Linked DNA regions of Hordeum vulgare: region 2 is linked to region 1. A link is a contact called in public Hi-C data. All regions are on one chromosome and are shown on one strand. Each heading gives the region's core, a stretch centred on a gene start, on an enhancer-like site or on the middle of the called end of the contact. The rest is flanking DNA. Distances are from core to core; before and after follow the strand shown. Region 1 holds the start of LOC123397538 (probable ethanolamine kinase). Region 2 holds the start of LOC123397549 (hypersensitive-induced response protein-like protein 1).

Evidence for each region. Hi-C and Micro-C count contacts between places; a contact is called where the count stands out from the background.
Region 2: a contact with region 1 is called in a Hi-C map of seedling, with 2.7 times the contacts expected there. The contact joins the promoter of LOC123397549 here to the promoter of LOC123397538 in region 1. A contact is called at or near these places in 3 of 6 Hi-C or Micro-C datasets (leaf and seedling) and 1 of 1 datasets of contacts at active chromatin or transcription factors (embryo).

Annotation. Positions count from the first base shown.
Region 1 is chr5H:432,721,587-432,727,089 of MorexV3_pseudomolecules_assembly, forward strand. It overlaps LOC123397538 (probable ethanolamine kinase), which reads right to left and starts at 3,169. Exons shown (of 11, transcript XM_045092065.1): 1 at 2,883-3,169; 2 at 2,624-2,715; 3 at 2,027-2,133; 4 at 1,601-1,706; 5 at 1,245-1,367; 6 at 1,031-1,122; 7 at 627-711; 8 at 376-481; 9 at 221-284. The coding sequence starts at 3,034. It overlaps LOC123396828, which reads left to right and starts at 4,332. Exons shown (of 3, transcript XM_045091634.1): 1 at 4,332-4,798. The coding sequence starts at 4,332.
Region 2 is chr5H:433,118,478-433,123,980 of MorexV3_pseudomolecules_assembly, forward strand. LOC123397549 (hypersensitive-induced response protein-like protein 1) reads right to left here and starts at 2,620. Exons shown (of 7, transcript XM_045092081.1): 1 at 2,488-2,620; 2 at 216-416. The coding sequence starts at 404.

The DNA.
Region 1 (5,503 bases), core at 1,919-4,418:
TTTAACTTATAAGATGTAAAGTACATGTAGCACATGACCTGGTGTTTTTCTATTTAATTCCAAAATGAGAAACAAAGCTACTCTTAGAATGAGCACCATCTAAGTTACAGTAGTGGGCACTTATGAATATCTTTCTTTCCACGGAGACAAAACCTGCACAACCTATGAATACCTTTCAGTTGGTTTTGCCCAGAGAAGATAATGTATTGAATTCACATACCTCACTTGGTCTATCGGATAGATAATTCCTGAAGAAATGGTACTGTGCATCTTTATCTGGGTACCTAAATGAAGCAACAAAATAAACATTAGTACTAGGCAAGAGCAAAGACCAAAGCTCCATTGGACTATTCAACCAGCAAGAAGAGAACGTACAAGTTATAGTCACAATCAAAGCCCGCGTACTCATTGAAATGGTTTGCGATGTCGTAGCCACGGTAGCTATATGATCCATATTCAAAATCAATGAAATAGAGCTTCTCTGCAAAACAAAAAAGGGAAGACAATATTACAACAAACAGAGAGACAATCTAAGCCTTTGCAAAACGGGCAAAAGGAAAGCTTAAGTATGAAAGCATAATGTACTAAACAATCAAGAGAAGGTGACAAGCTAATGTGATATTTACCTTCCAAATCATTTAGCATCAGATTACCCGATAGCAAGTCATTGTGTGCAAAAACGACAGGAGCATGCAAAAGATCGGAGAGATCCTATAAGAGGACAGCAAGACATTATATTCACGGATACCAATTTAGCAAACAGTCATGTAGCCATTTGATTGAATGATTGTGCTATAGGATTAATCTAATAGCATGAATACGTAATATGCCTTTGTGACAAAGCCAAATTAGAAAGAAAAAAACTCCCTCTGTAAACTAATATAAGGCTGTTTAGATCAATAAAATGGTGATCTAAACGGTCTTATATTAGTTTACAGAGGGAGTACTCCTTTAGGAATATGAAACTGAAGTGCACTCAAATTGCTGCAGTGGTCAATAGTACATGACGGTAAGTCTTATAACAAAGTACCTTAAGTTCTTTAACTTCATCTTGTATTTCTCTAAAAGAGATCGTCTCATACCTCTTCTGCTTCTCGTTATCTTCAAACTTCAATACGGAAGCTAAGATAAATAGTTCACAGCACACAACAACATTACGTAATGTCATTCATGATGAGACTGAAATAAAAGTAACCAATTCCAAAATGAAATATCCAAAACAAATTCGGGGTTGGGAATGTAACCTTTTTTCAAAAACTTGAATATGTCATTCCACAACTGTGGTTCTTTTGATCCCGGTATATCTACTTGATGAAATTTCTGTAGCTGCTTGGCAATTTCAGCAGCTATTCTAGGTTCCTTCATGTCTGAAAAACAGAACAAGGGAAATAAACACACTATTTGCAGAAGCATTTATCGCAGACTCTCCAGTCTCTACACACCTATGGGTGCAAAATAACAACCACTGAGTATATACCTAAAACCACAGATCACTTCAAATTACCGTGTGAAAAGATAGAAAATGAGAAAAGATAAATCGCTCCATTAAGTAGACAATGAAATCACCCATTTGTATTGTGCAGAATATAAAAATGCCTACCTGAAGGTGTTAGTGTCCTAGCATGGATGAATGACGAAACCACTCCATTCTCAAATACTCCAAGTAACCGAGCCCCAAACCCTGCAGCTGAGAGATATGGTATGGCCTAACCATGATTGTAATAGATGTATGCATTAGGAAACAGTTCAGCCCCAAAAATGACAACAGAATACTCGGTTTACTTGACAACTTAGTTTTATGTAACAATGAGGTACTTCGAGTGTTATGGCATAGGTACTATTTCTATGGAAGGAAATGACCATTGCATTTCAGAAATTTTAAACTGAACCACAACTAAGAAAGCACCAACAAATAAACCAATACTGTAATGGACAATCAATCACAGGAACACTACAGAATGCAGGTAAATATTACTACATGCCAGTAGCACAAACAATTTTCATACACTATGATTGAAACTCTCACCTGCAATTCCCTCTCCCGATCAATCACCAAGTCTGTATTTGGGCCATACAGCCGAACAGTCACAGAAGACTGACTATCCGTGCCTTCTTTGACAGATACTTTCAGCACTGCAGGTCATGAACATCACGAACAATATAAGATAATCATTTAGGTATTATTGCTGTATCTATGATTCACAAGTAAATTATGTACAGTTGCTCATAGAAACGGTTATTATTTCATAACGCCTCTAAAATAATGGGTCCTGAACTCCGGATGCAATGATAGTAGGAGTGTTTTCGAAGCAGAAATGAGTGCAAAACACTGATGATAAAGAGTGTATGGTCTCAAAAAGGCTGCCAGATGCAATCAAGTTCTAGTGCCACATCTGAAACGATGAGCAAAGTGTGGCAGCAAGCAAACATTAAAGTGCAGTCATTAAGTTATGGCATGGTCTGTGTGGACAATTCAAGCAACTGCCTTGCCTAAGAATTACTATAATTACATAGCCTCTGTTTTTTTCCTCTTTCAAGCATGCTCAGGTAGTCATGTGAGGGAGATGGATCAGGAGCCAGGACAGTGCCGCAAGCCATGCCACTGGCAAGGAGCAGAACTCACACAGGTTGGTGATACCGCCGGACACCGTCGAGATGGAGAAGCACGAGCTGTCCAGGGACGACCACCCCTTCACCAACTCCTTGCAGAGATCTCTGGAGAAGCAAGCAACCTTATTATATTAGAAAAACAAAACGGGAAGCGGGGAAATAATCAGGGGCAGCGGCGCCTGTCGCTCTCTACTAGGCATTTCTCCAAACACCGTCAGTTCATACACCCGCGCGCGCAGAAGCAAAATGGGGAGAGGGGTCAGGGGACTTGCATGACGCGGGGGGTCATCTCGGGGAGCGGCAGCGAGATGTCGACCGCGGCGGCCGACGTGGGCACCTCCGCCGGCGCCGCCCTCGTCTTCTCCTCGCCGCCGCCGCCGGCACCGCCGGCGACCCCGCTCCAGCTCCGGCCATCCGATCCCATGTCCCTCGCTTCCGGGCGATCCTTTCGCTCGCGCGAGGAAGCTCGTTGTCGCGGGGCTATTCTGGTGGGAGCCTCAAGGCGATTCGGTGCCGATGCGATGCGATGCGATCGGAGAGGGACGGAAGTGTGGTGGAGGAATGCGGGGCCTCGAACAGAGGACACCATTTATAGGGCCCAGTCGCCACCCGCCGCGTGGCGGGGGAGGCCAGGAGGGGCCGCCCACGTCAGCTGATGCCCAGGCCCCACCGACCTACCCACCGGGTAGGGTGCCCGTGGCGGCAATCGCGTGGTCCCTGGGATGGGACAGCGACGGGCTTTTGTGTGGCGTGATGGACGGTGAGGATTCGGTGGCTTGTACGGGCCCGCTCAACAGTCACGTGATGGGGGGCCCTCCTCCCTTTGTCTGTTGCTCACTGTCGCTGGGGCTGTCTGGATTTGGGGCGATGCCGGCTCTGTTTTTCTCTCGAGATATTTTGGATGGATGGTGATTTTGTTAGACCATCTCCAACACGCGCCATACAAGCGTCACACCGTAAAAAAAGCAGTTTTAGCGCGCGCGCAACGCGGCTGGCAGCTCCAGCGGGCGCGCGCCATTTCCAGTTCAGCTCGCTGACCGAAACGCAATCCCGCGCCCCTTATTTGCTGCGCCGGCTCCCGCACCCGCGACTCTCCCGCGCTCGCTCCCCCCATCCGGCCGCGCCGCCGCCGCCGCTCGCGCCCCCGCGATCGTTCAGCGCTTCCCTCGCCTATCCCCGCGCCGCCGTCGTCGCCCGCGCCCGCCGGCGGCCACTCAGGCGCTTCCCCGGCCTGTCTCCGCTGCGGGCGCCGCCCGCGCCCCCCGGCGACCGTTCAGGCGCTTCCCCGGCCTCCCCGCACCGCCGCGCTTCCGCCCCACCCCCTCCTAGTCCGGCCGGCCCTCGCGCACCTCCGACGTCCGAGGAACAGCGCCCGAGAGCTCGCTGCCGCGCCGCGCCCGCAAGGTGTTCGACAAAACGCCTACAAGGTAAGTATTGCTCCAAACTTATGAATTTGGTGCATGTTTTGAATGGTAGTTTTTATAGTATAGTATTGAACATTGTAGATGAGTTCGTCGTATGATTCTTCCGAAGAAGAATTTGATATGGAAGAGGAGGAGGATCTTGCAATGATCATAGCTATGCATATCAATAAAAAACCGAAGCACGGTGGTTCGGTTATGGGTCGGGAGAAAATTTGGAGAGATAGGATTGATGCCCATAACAGATTGATGAAGAACTATTTCGTGGAGAATCCCACATACCCGTAGTCGTATTTTCGTCGCCGGTTTAGGATGAGCACAGACTTGTTCAAGCGCATTGCAGAGAAACTAGCGAGCCATGACCGGTTTTTTCAGCAAAGGAGGAATGCCGCCGGAGAGCTCGGGCATAGCACCTTTCTGAAGGTGACAGCCGCATTGCGTATGTTGGCAAACAGTATCCCGGCTGATCTAGTTGATGATCACTTGGCTATGGGTGAGAGTCAAGCCATCATGTGTGTCAAGTGCTTTGCAGTGGGAATTGTGCAAGTGTTTAGCGAGGAGTATTTGAGATCTCCCACTGCTGAAGACGTCGCAAGGCTATTGGCGATGAACAAGGCTCGCGGCTGTCCTGGCATGCTTGGCTCAATAGATTGCATGCATTGGAGTTGGAAGAATTGTCCAAAGGCATGGCATGGGCAATTCCACGGCCAAAAAAAGGGCTCCACTATAATCCTTGAAGCGGTGGCCGATCAGGAGACTTGGATTTGGCATGCATTCTTTGGAATGCCTGGATCTTTAAATGATATCAATGGTGTCAACCGGTCACCACTGATGAATAAGATTGCAGATGGTGAGTTGCCACCGGTGCAGTTTGTAGCAAATGGTCGTACGTACAACTATGGCTATTATCTAGCGGATGGCATATATCCAAAGTGGCAAACCTTTGTGAAGCCGTTGAAAAAGCCGGAAGGTAAGAAAAATCTTGATTTCCACAATGCTCAGGCAGCTGCTAGAAAAGATGTGGAGAGAGCATTTGGGATTTTGCAAGCCCAATTTGCTATTGTGAGAGGACCGGCTAGATTCTGAGATCAAAAAATGCTTTGGTACATCATGCACGCTTGTGTGATCATGCACAACATGATCATCGAGAATGAGCGTGGCCAAGATTTAGATTACTTACAGTATGAGCTCTTGGGACATCCCGTGCGAGTGCGACGGAGGGCTGAAAGGGTAGCCCGTTTTGTTGCCTCCTATCATGTCATTCGGCGTCCCGCAACGCACAATGATCTTCAGAAGGATCTGATTGAAGAGTGGTGGGCATGGCATGGACGACAAAGAGCATGATTTGGTTGTGTTTATTGCATTATTTGTATTGTATTGTTCATGAACTATTGGTTGTGTTTATTGCATTATTTGTTGTACTGAAGGATAAACTATTTGTTTGAGTTGTAATGACTATTTATTGTTGATTT
Region 2 (5,503 bases), core at 1,370-3,869, 400 kb after region 1:
TCCAGTGCCGTTCATTTTACATGGAAGGTAACAGGAAAATCAATGTTTCTACAAATAGGGATTCGTGTGATTTACAACCTACAAAAAAACTACTATAAGATGCAACGTTAAGCTTTGAAATATCTGTTGGGACGAAAATGATGGCATTATTTTCTTCAGAAATAAGAGAAAGCTAACGATCCATTTAACTAGGTGTTTAAGATAGAGTGACAAACCTTTGTCTTAGTCTCACAGCGCACATCCAGCTGCTGCAACCTGAGTGTGAGATGGCCAACTACACGCTTCCCAAAGATCCAAGGCAGGCAGTGGCATCCTGGCTGAAGCACACTGTCGAACTTCCCAAACTGCTCCCTGATGGCCACGGTAGACTGGTCGACTTGAACACAGCAGCACAGATTCCCCATACTGCAGGCTTCCTAGAGAAAAACATTTATTTTTTTGTAAAATTACAAAGATGCAGAGATGAACATATAACTATAAGAGCTTTCTGTAGAACACCACAAAAATAGGACTGCAAAAGAAGTAACAATTCTTGAGAACAATACTAATAACAATACTCAGCAATCAATAGAAGAATGCAACAGAACATGCCTGAACCGAAACTTGAATTGGCAGGGCAAAAGAGAAAAGCTCAGCTGGTACAAGGATAAGGCCAAATGACAAATAAGCTGGATCTTTACAATGAAGGCAGGTATCTGCAATGCGCCCTATAAGCAAGGGCACACTACAGGTCTACAGCCTGTTCAATTATACCCGTTGTTATCTGTATCCACTTGGACGGAGACAAATGAGACCAATCAGCATGAGTATACGCATCCTAAGCAATTCACTGATCACCCACTTGGGCGTTTGAGCTAACTTACAAACATATGAATCACTTTCAGAAATGCATAATGCCATAGGCTAACTGTAAAGGAGACAACTGCGTACAGAACACTCAGGTTAGACAATAGTAAGATACTAAAGAATGCAACTGCTCTTCCTGAAACCATTGTTGATTCCAAAGGATTGATGTACAATCGGAAGACTAATCTATGGTCCCACTCCCACCACACACAAAATAGTAGTAGCAACATGATTTAATTCGTTTATAAGCATTATAAGGCTTCAGACATGACTAGCATACATATACATAATACAACGACTTTAAAGGCTTTCGGTAGAGCTCCAGAAAACAAGAAAGCCGAAAGAACTAACAAATATTAACCACTCCATATATGACAATATCGAATTTAAAAGCAATTCTTGAGAACATGTTTAATACTAGAAAGCAAACGATAGAAGAATGCAAGGTATGCAACAGAACTTGCCCAAGCTGAAACTTGAAACGGCAGGACAAAAGAGATAATGATTGGCTCGTGCTACTGTGTTAGGATAGGGCCAAATGACAGGGTGGAGTGATTACTTGGGCAGGGAAGAGGTGTCTGCGGTTCTATTTATAAGCAACGACGTGCTACAGCCTACACCATGTTACAATTACCCCGTTGTACAGACACGAACCAGAACCAATCAGGGAGTGACCCTAAGCACTGACTGACTAATGCCCCACTTGCATGCTTGAGTATTATAAACACTTTCAGGGGGATATGATATATGCAAATCGGCAGACAATGGCGTACAGGAACAGTTAGATTGGACATCGACAGGATGCTTAAGGTTCAGTGATGGTGTTGCCATCATTATTATTTGATTTGAGGGGCCACGGGCAGAAAATTCTATGATCCTACTCATACCACACACAAAAGTTCAGTGATTTCGGCAGCAAAGCATCCACAAAAAGTACTTACTTAATTATCTAATAAGGAGAAAACTAGGGAAAAGACACCCGGATAAGATTTGATGCTACACCCAACGAGGGAAAATATATGGACTGGGAGCAACTAGTACACGCGCACACGCTACAGTCGTCGTCCAGAGTCCAGACGACTAAACTGCAGCAACTTCCAATTTATATAATTACGAGGAAATCGCAGAGGATAGAGATCGAGGACGACTAGACCTTGGAGTCGTCGCACCAGACATCAAGAAAGAGACAGCGTGTGGAGAAAAACAGGGTAAAATCCATCCTGAACATTAGGTTTTTTCCAAACAAAAAAAAAGCAGAGAGGGTAAAGGCAACGGAACAAGAAGAAAGAGTCACGGGAGAAATTGCGCAAGAGATGTGGTGCGGGTTGAGGACATCGACGACACGCAAATACTCCGTACTAGACTAGAGACTACATCAAACGAAGAAGCAGGGCAGGGCAAAAGCAGAGAAGGAGAACAGGAACACAAAACGGGAAAAAAAAATGAAAAACAGAGAGGGAGATCGATGTGCTCGGGCCGTCAAGGTCGAGCCCTCCCCTACCAAGAAGCGGAGCGGAATCCTAGAGCAGAGGAACCACAACGAAATGCCCGGATCTCACCCAGAAATAGTCAGCTAACGAGGAAGAACTGAAGAAGGACGGGGGAGAAACGAGGGTTTTTGGGGTGGCCACGGTTCTTTACCTCCGTCCGGGGGCTTGGAGAAGAAGAGACGAGTGGGGAAAGGTGGGAGCGGTGAAGTGGCAGTGGCAGTGAGGACGGCGTCTGTTGTGTTCCCTGCTGCCGCGGCGCGGCCCTAAATAGTCGGCATTGTGGATGAGGACCAGCGGAGGAGTCCAAGACCCCCCTACTGCGAAAATCATCGCGATTAGCGCCGGAGAGTAGCGCTGGTACCGGATTTCAGTTGGCTGCCAGCCGGCGGGCGGAGCGAAAGCAGGAGCAACAACGGGCAGCTCGCTGCAGATAAGAACGTGGGGAGTCTTTTTCTCCGTCCTTTTCTTTCCGCTTTCTTGACCCTGCGCTCCGGGCCCACGCGACCGTCTTCCCCTCCAAGGCTAGTGCTGCTTTTGAAATTTCAATGACCGGTGGGTGATCCGAGATTACCTGCCAGCCAGCCCGTGGTTTCGGCTGGTCAGTTGCGGTGTTGATCCCTTTCTCTGCTCGTCATGGTTCCGGTAAGCAACACGCCATTTTGTCATCTAAACTACTGTAATTTTTTTTGTTTTATCTAAAGTTTGTTCTGACAGATATTAGTAGTATTTGCTAACCAAAACTGTGGTCAAGGTTTTGCCTACTCATGATGAGTTGGTCGACGTTGTCGAGACTAGGAAGAGTTGGCAATGACAAAAGAAATCAGAATCGTCTAAACAAATAGTATTTCTTTTTTCTTGCCATGGCCACAAAAATGGTGCCGCATTTCTCCAAAGAATATGGTACACTGGATTTTGGTCAGCCTACAAAAAGTGCCTTATAGCCTTTTTTTTTTAGACAATCTCGCGAAGCTCTATTTAACTCTGATCAATGTTTATAGAAATAAATGCAAGATCATCGGGATTGCCTAACCACACATGATGGTAAATCCCTAACCTAATAACGTGCTTCACTAAATTGCGAGCCTTGAAATTCGAGCTTCTAAACTCATGAACAAAAGTACGGAATATAAATGAGTTTTTATGGTCTATAATCTCATGTAATATAGCTTCATAGCTTGGCAGATTCCATGCTTAATATCATCCACCACCACCTTGCAATCTCAAGCCACATACTCCCCCCGTCCGGAAATACCTGTCTTCGAAATGAATGTATCTAGACTTATTTTAGTTATACATACATCATTTTATTTATCTTTAGGACAAGTATTTTCTGACGGAGGGAGTATATCTTATGCGCATTGAGATCTTCCGCCAGGGTCAAGGCCTCGTGCACCGCTAATGCTTCAAGTGTTGTTGGACCATTTATACCTTTGAAGACAATAGCTCACGCCCCATGGAATATTCCATTGTGATCACGACATATGGCTGCAGCAACCCCTCGTCTCTGATTCAGTGACACAGCAACATCAACATTTACCTTGAAAAGGAGCACCGGCGGAGGGATCCATTGGGAGGACAGCCGAGCCACGTGTGGCCTCAATGGAGTGTTCACATGACCCTTTATCACATGTAAATCTGAGGTGTAAGACTGGATGAAGAAATTGACCGTCGTGAACGTCCTGCGGCAACGTCCCGTCGTGCACGTAGTTGTTCGGGAACGTCGCATGGGAAACAAAAAAATTCCTACGCACACGCAATATCTATCCATGGTGATGATCATCCACGAGAGGGGAGAGTTAATCCACATACCATTGTAGATCGCTAAGCCGAAGCGTATATAACGCGTTTGAGGTAGTGGAACATCTTCGCGATCCAAATCGCAGCCCGTCCCGCGATCTCATCACGATCCGTCCCGCGATCCCATCACGATCCATCCCGATCTAGTGTCGAACGGACGACACCTCCGTGTTCAGCACACGTACAGCTCGATGACGATCCCCGCCTTCTTTCCAGCAAGAGAGGCGGAGAGGTAGATGAGTTCTCCAGCACGGCGGCATGGTGGTGGTGGTGGTGAACTAATCCAGTAAGGCTTCTCCTAAGCACCGCCGAACTAGACTAGAGGAGAAACAAATCTAGACACAAGTAGAGGGAGCACGTGGCAATTAGGGTTAGCCCTCACCTCTAAAACCTCTAGTATATATAAGAGGGAGGGAGGGGAGGAGGCAGCCTCAAACCCTCAAGGTTTGGCCGAAATTGGAGGTGGAGGAGTCCGAATCCAATCCTACTAGGAGTAGGATTCCTCCTCTCCACTTGGAAACCCTTTCCACCTTTGGATTTCTTTCCTTCCCACCTCCAATCCGCCTTGGGCTTTAGTGGAGGCTTCGGCCAGCCCACTAAGGGCTGGTCCACGTCCTCCCACAGCCCATGAGACCCTTTGGGGTGGGTGGGCCCACCTGGTGGACCCCCGAAACCCATTCGTCACTCCCGGTACACTGTCGGAAATGCCCGAAACTTTTCCGGAGTTCAAAACCCACTTTCCTATATATCAATATTTACATCCGGACCATTCCGGAGCTCTTCGTGATGTCCGGGGTCTCATCCGGGACTCCGAACAACTTTAGGTTACCAAACACACATAACTCAATAATACCGAAACGTCACCGAACCTTAAGTGTGCAGACCCTGCGGGTTCGAGAACTATGCAGACATGACCTGAGACACTCCCCGGTCAATAACCAATAGCGGGACCTAGATGTCCATATTGGCTCCTACATATTCTACGAAGATCTCTATCGGTTGAACCTCTATGTCAAGGATTCAACTAATCCCGTATGTTGTTCCCTTTGTCCTTCGGTATGTTACTTGCCCGAGATTCGATCGTCGGTATCTCCATACCTAGTTCAATCTCGTTACCGGCAAGTCTCTTTACTCGTTCCGTAATACAAGATCCCGTAACTAACTCCTTAGTCACATTGCTTGCAAGGCTTGTTGTGATGTTGTATTACCGAGTGGACCCCGAGATACCTCTCCGTCACACGGAGTGACAAATCCCAGTCTTGATCCATGTCAACCCAAATACACCTTTGGAGATATTTGTAGGGCACCTTTATAGTCACCCAGTAACGTTGCGACGTTTGATACATACAAGGTATTCCTCCGGTGTCTGG